Linked DNA regions of Gossypium arboreum: region 1 is linked to region 2. Evidence: chromatin contacts called from public Hi-C data. All regions are on one chromosome and are shown on one strand. Each heading gives the region's core, a stretch centred on a gene start, on an enhancer-like site or on the middle of the called end of the contact. The rest is flanking DNA. Distances are from core to core; before and after follow the strand shown.

Region 1 (3,228 bases), core at 706-3,205, 230 kb before region 2:
CAAAAAGGTCAGAAACGAAATAAACAAGCAAAAACAAATGAAGCATCTTAAGTTCGAATAGCAAGATCTAGGAGGTGGTTTGACGATCTGAACAGTGAAAGAGTAGCTCCAACCAAAAGGAGCAACACACTTCGGAACCAAGCCAACCAGACAGCTGCCAGCGGCCGACTTGCATTTTTGGCTTCGAACATTTCTTGGGTTTTCGAAGGATTCGGGCATCTTTCAAGGAAATCTAAACCATAGGGACAGAAGTCTATAGATCGGCGATCTCCGATTGACACTCCGACGGTGGCGGTAGATCTAACGGCGACTAGGGTTTAGAGTGATTTATAGTAAAATGTTAGTGACTAAAATTAGCAAAAAGAAAAAAGAAAAAGAGATGTATATTATACAAATCCAAAATAGAAAATAAAAAATATGATCTGGCCAACCACGTTGGAATTCAATCGGCTAATATACCCATAGTGGGTAATTTTTTTATTAAAATGAAAATTTATGATAATTGAGTGATTAGGTATAACTTATCTAAAAATTATGAATTTATTATAAATTAATAAATTGAACTAAAACCATTTTAATTTAGAAAAATCATAGTAAAATCCAACAAAATACTATAGTTGATATCCATTTTCTTTTCTTTCTCAATCACGGATGACATATGTTTATACATTCATTCAATCTAAATATAAAAAATAGAGATTTAGAACATATTAATCCGAAAATAATTAACCACCGTAAATCGCAGAATATGTACTAATATACTAAGTATCAGAATATTCAAACAATCACCCAAGTCGAATTATTATTAAAAAAAAAAAATCATGAAACAAGTACCTAGAGTTAACATCTCCCCTAAATATGATGATTGAAGTTAAGAAAGTAAGTACAAGAATGGTAAAATCATGTTGCAGGTGCAGCTGAAACAAAACACGAAAACAAAAGGAATTTCAAGCATTTTTAGTTCACTCCCATCCCATGCATGCACACCGCCTAAAACAGGGAAGCCAATCCCGGTGGGAGTGCATACAAAAATGATGCCGATGCAACCAGTAACGTGAAACCAACCAAGTGAGCAGTTTCTAACTTTGTTCCACCGGAGTTATTATCAGCATTCTCTGAAGCACTTGACGGTGTCCCGGTGGATGGCGTCGTCGGTGTTGAGGAAGAATTTGTAAATATAGCCGCGTCTGGTGAGTTTGGTGCTAATCCAAGAAGCTCTATTCATTCATTCCAAACACAACATGCACTAATTTTATTACATATCAAAGCAAAAGGAGAGAAAAGAGAGGTTACTACTTACTTGGGCAGTCAGTGACGCTAGCGTTCTTCAACTGGCAAGCAGAAGGAAGTTGAAGAAGCTTATCTTGCTGAACGCCTAAGCTCTTAAGATTCTGAGCCCCGGATGCCTGGGTCTGCTGAAGAATATAACACAAACACTTTGGTTCTTCTTCTTTTATACTCGAAACCGAACTGCAACACTCCTTTGAAGGTTTCTCCATCTTCCCTTGCGCAAAGCTCAAACAAGTCATCACGCTCTGTAAATCTTTGCTGCACTCTTTGGCTAACCCACTCTCATCACCCGCACCAACCACCACCACCAAACTCATCATCATCACCTTCACTGCCCAACCCTTTCCCATTGTTTGAGTTCAGAGTCTTCTTCACACAAAAATATCTTGGAACTACCTATGAATGCGTATATTTATGGAAGACTGAAATTTTAGGGTTTAGTATTAATGATGTGCATTTGAATGGAAAGAGAGGATTGTTTGTGGAGCGTTGATATGTCACACCTGATGTGGAATCAGCTGTGGTGATGTTAAGATATAAATGGAGGCCCCCTCTCATTAGTTGGGCGGCAAGCAGAGTAAGGTAGGGAGTGACAAGTTGTTGGTTTTACAAAGAGGAGTTTAAATGAGGTTGCGCTGGGCAGCCAACCGTGGTGACAATTGGTTGGTAAATTAATTAGAAATTTTATTTTAACATAGGAAAGTTTTAAACGTTTGCGGTTTGGAAATTGGAACTTCATTAATTATATAGGTTAGTGTGCTTAAAATTGGGAGCTGGATACTTAATTTAAATTGAGTCAAATATTTATTGCCACCTTAAAATATATAAATAAGATTAAGAATTAAGATTAAACAAGAAATGAATTATAGGTTTTATGGTTAAAGTGCTAGAATACTTTTCTAGACCCAAATTTAAGTGCCTATCTTTTCAATTTTTTTTTTTTTTTTTATTTTCGGCAATTTTGAGTAAACTACTTGTGTCGCACCTATGGTTTACTAACCCTAGATATGTAATCAATTCTTTCTCCTATTTTGGTTTTCACTTTGCCCATTTTTCAAATTCTTTTTTTTTTCTTTCATTCTTGCACCATATTTTCAATCTTTGGACTGTTGATTCTTTTTCTTTCATTATTGAATTGTTCCCCAGTCCTTTAATTTCTATTGGTATTCAGAATTGTCGTTAATAACATTTGATATTTTTGCCAAAAATGGTAAGTACACTTCATTTCAATGATTAAAATTGTAATTTTTTGATTTAAATGATTAAATTTCATAATTTTTTGATTTAATTAATTGATTTTTCGAATCTTGCCAAATCTTTGATAATATTGTTAAAATCTTGATATCAACCGTTAATTCATGTGTATTTATTGTTGAAGGATCGAACTAGGTAAAAATAATCTGAATTAATATGTACAAATATAAATATAATAAAATTATATAATAATATAATAAGATTTTTATAGATATATAATATTTTAAATATGATAGATATAATCAAACATCCTGTTCCAATAATAAATGGAAACAATTATGTTTGGTTTTTTATCTGTGTAAATTTTTATTTGTAATGGTTATACTGATTCATATATGTTAGTATAAAATTTTAATATTTTAAATTAAAATTTAATTTTGTATCTTAATTATTTTACTTTTTATATAACATTAAAATTAAAATATAATCACTTAATTAATTATTAAACATAATTAATATTTTTATACAAATAATTGTATATATATGTATATATATGCAATTGAGCTATATTTATATATAAAAGAATTTTTTAAAATACAAATAAATTCAAAATGATAATATTAAAACACACTGATTCTGATGTCTACGGGGATAAAACAAAAATGACACATTTATGTATAGGGTGGAAAGTAAAGGGTAATTACCCTAGGATCAAAATGTAGGTCAGTCTCATTTATAAGCTCC
Region 2 (3,090 bases), core at 75-2,574:
ACTCATTGGTTATTTTGTTTCAACTTCTAAATGAAAGGAATTTTGATTTACATTACATACTAAAAATGCAAAGATACATTAAGAACAGGGGCGAAGCTAGAAAATTTTTTTAGGGGGCGAAATTAAATTGTAATTTTTATGATAGTAAAAATACAATTTCACCATTTGAATAATTTATATTTTTATAATTTTTAAATGATTAAATTAAAATTTTATCATTTTTAGGGGGGCAAAGTGTAATTTTACCTTTACTAATTTAAAATTTTAAAAATTTTAAAGGCCCTAAATAGAAAATTTTCTATTTTAGGGGGGATCGGGGCCCCTACCAGCCCCCTGAATTTGCCCCTAATCAAGACACAACACAAACTCATAAACAAAAAGTTTTTATTCCCTTCCATCTTTTAATTTTCAAAGTTTATTCTGTAAAGAATTACTGCAAAAATTCCTTATAGAACTTGATACTTTTGTTATTCCCCCACTCAATGTTCGATGAATTATTTTCATCAATACAAAATATTAACAATCATTAGATTTTATTGTATCATCGAAATTCATTTACCATTATTTCTTTTATAAACTGAAATATAAACGGGATGAATACAACTGTTCCATAAGTACATCTTTATCCAATGGAACTCATGAAAAAAAACAAAATATGGTGAAGAATATCATGTAGGATACTTAGTCTGTGAATTTGGCAGTTTGTTGCATGTTTCATTTCAGTAGAATTTTGTCAAACGAAAGGATTTAATGTTTGCACGGACAAATGCAACCGCCCGAAAGAGACAAGACATGCAAGAAAACCATCGGATTCTTCATCATAACTAAAGTCGCAAACAATTAATTTCTGGTGGACCTCAGCCTTCATCATTGTAGCCCAATATTAGGTCAGCTCACAAATAGTTAATTACGCTAACACTTGCTTTTGCTTTTCTCTTCTCTTCTCTTTTCTTTTTGTTAATGCCACAAACCACTAAGTTTGTATAGTATTAGAATTTGTATTATTAATTGTAACCAGTCTACTAGGTTTGAATTTTTTTTTTCTTTGATAGAGAAAAAGAACAATGTTAAATAATTCAAAACACTAAAACTTTCGAGTGTGGAGTTTAAAACTTAAATGAAGCAAGCAAGTGTCGAATTTTTTAGCTTTTGTGTTCTACGCTTCTATTTTGACATACAGTATATATACTGAATGTTGAATACAAAGTTAAAATAAAATAATAATAATAATAATAATAATAATAAGAGAACGGTGAGAAAATTTTGAATGGGGAAAAGGAAAATTTTAATAAATGGAAAAGAGGAATATAATGGAGCCGAGCAGACTTTTAATGCTTTTCCAGAAGTATAGCAAGAAAGAGAAGATACCAATCAAACAAAGATAAACAGTATGCAAAGTAGTAAATAAAGGGGTCATTGAATATGGACCCATGCCTGCAAGTGCCATTACTTTGCTCTCAAGACCAATCAACTCCCAAGTCCCCCCTTACAATTTGGTTGAGTGAATGAATTCAAGCTTAAAGCTTAATATTAAAACCCATTTCCTTGTTTCCTTGCATCGAAGGAAACAGCTTAGTTAAAGTGCTCTCTTTTGTCTCATGATTGAGTAGAGGAAGAGAAAAAAAAAAGACATGGGGAATTGTGTTACAGTTTACAAGAATAAAGATCCTGCAGACATTGATCTTAGTGCCCGAATTCAATCACCCATTAAGGAGAACAATGTTAGAAGGGAGCCCTCAATTGTTGGATACGATTCCAGGCTTCAGCCTTCATCTATGGAACAAGAAACTAGTTTACAAGAGATGGGTATGTTTCTAACTTGCCTTTCTTCATTCCTTTATCATCATGGGTTACCCTCACTTCAGGTTTTAAATTACTGCATTTGTTTGATCTCATTTGTCAGATATATATAAAATAAAAGTTGGAAACTCTATTTGTTCTTGGGTCATTGGACTGACTGCAATCTGCTTGATTGATCGGGACAGTCCTTTACTATTTCGCTCAGAACCCTTTGGCTTTGGACCACTCACATTAGCCAAATTAGATATTTTGGTGTTTTTTCTCATTACAAACAAGGGAAACAGTGTTTATTCATGGCATCTTCCTATTTTTGTGTCTTTTTTCAGAGTTGAAAGTTACTGTCCTAACAGCTAACCAAGAAATAGAGGAGTGATATGAAGTTGAGAATCCCAAGTCCTCACCTACTTGTCCCTTTGCTCTTAAGTAAATACTCAAACAAGATTATCTTATGTAAATCATCTCTAATTTTGTCAGCAACTATAGTATGTTCTGTGATCTTTCAGTCAAATGGCCCTTTTTTTTCTTATTGTATACGTTATCACTGGAATATCAAATATTCTCCTGCAGGCACATGTTCCTAGAATAATGAACTATTTGAGGTTTACTCATTTTACAAGATATGCTGATGTATGAAGCAAAGTGTAATGGCATGATTAATCAAAAACCTAATTCAGTGCTGCATGATTAATCATGCATGCAATGGCAATTTCTTTGCAGGATTCAAGATGGTGTGGATATTTTGCTCCATAAATGCATTATGTAAAATTGGGTCATGTTTAGCATGTGTAATTAAGTGTGCCTATAATTTCTCTCCAGGTAACACAGAGGAGAGCTTTTTTGATTCACAACCTTCGTTAGAATCTGACTTTGAAGATTTCTTCAGTGCCAATGGTGGTGAGAGTCTCCCCTAACTATGTTTCCCCTCTATAGTTGAATCAAACATTGCATATGGATATGAAGTATGATCCTCAAAATATATGAAAAAACTACACACGCTCGTGTCAGACACTCACATTGGACTCTCACAGTCCGAGTAACATAGTGGCGGCAGGGTTTTTGTAAGTGGTTTTGAGTTGGAGTAATGCTTGTTTTCATACAGATTCCGCCTCTTCTTCGGGGAACAGTCCAAACCACCAGAAAAGCAACCATTCGATGGAGGGTGCGGTGGATGCACATGGGGAGTCTCCAACTGATACAAAGAAGCAACTAATCGAGTTATTTCGTGAGAGCTTGGATAGTGATGATGATGGAAACTCAGCTGCTGGAAGTAGTAAAGCGACACCATACAGG

What was found. A called contact is a pair of places that touch in the nucleus more often than the background predicts.
Region 1: a contact with region 2 is called in a Hi-C map of leaf, with 8 times the contacts expected there. The contact joins the promoter of LOC108459346 here to the promoter of LOC108466591 in region 2. A contact is called at or near these places in 3 of 5 Hi-C or Micro-C datasets (all in leaf).

Annotation. Positions count from the first base shown.
Region 1 is chr2:66,544,683-66,547,910 of ASM2569848v2, reverse strand. It overlaps LOC108459346 (non-specific lipid transfer protein GPI-anchored 1), which reads right to left and starts at 1,955. Exons shown (of 2, transcript XM_017758705.2): 1 at 1,301-1,955; 2 at 777-1,217. The coding sequence starts at 1,640. The coding sequence ends at 991. It overlaps LOC108458181 (YTH domain-containing protein ECT2-like), which reads left to right. Exons shown (of 8, transcript XM_053024888.1): 8 at 1-446.
Region 2 is chr2:66,310,150-66,313,239 of ASM2569848v2, reverse strand. It overlaps LOC108466591, which reads left to right and starts at 1,324. Exons shown (of 3, transcript XM_017766974.2): 1 at 1,324-1,806; 2 at 2,617-2,694; 3 at 2,900-3,090. The coding sequence starts at 1,632.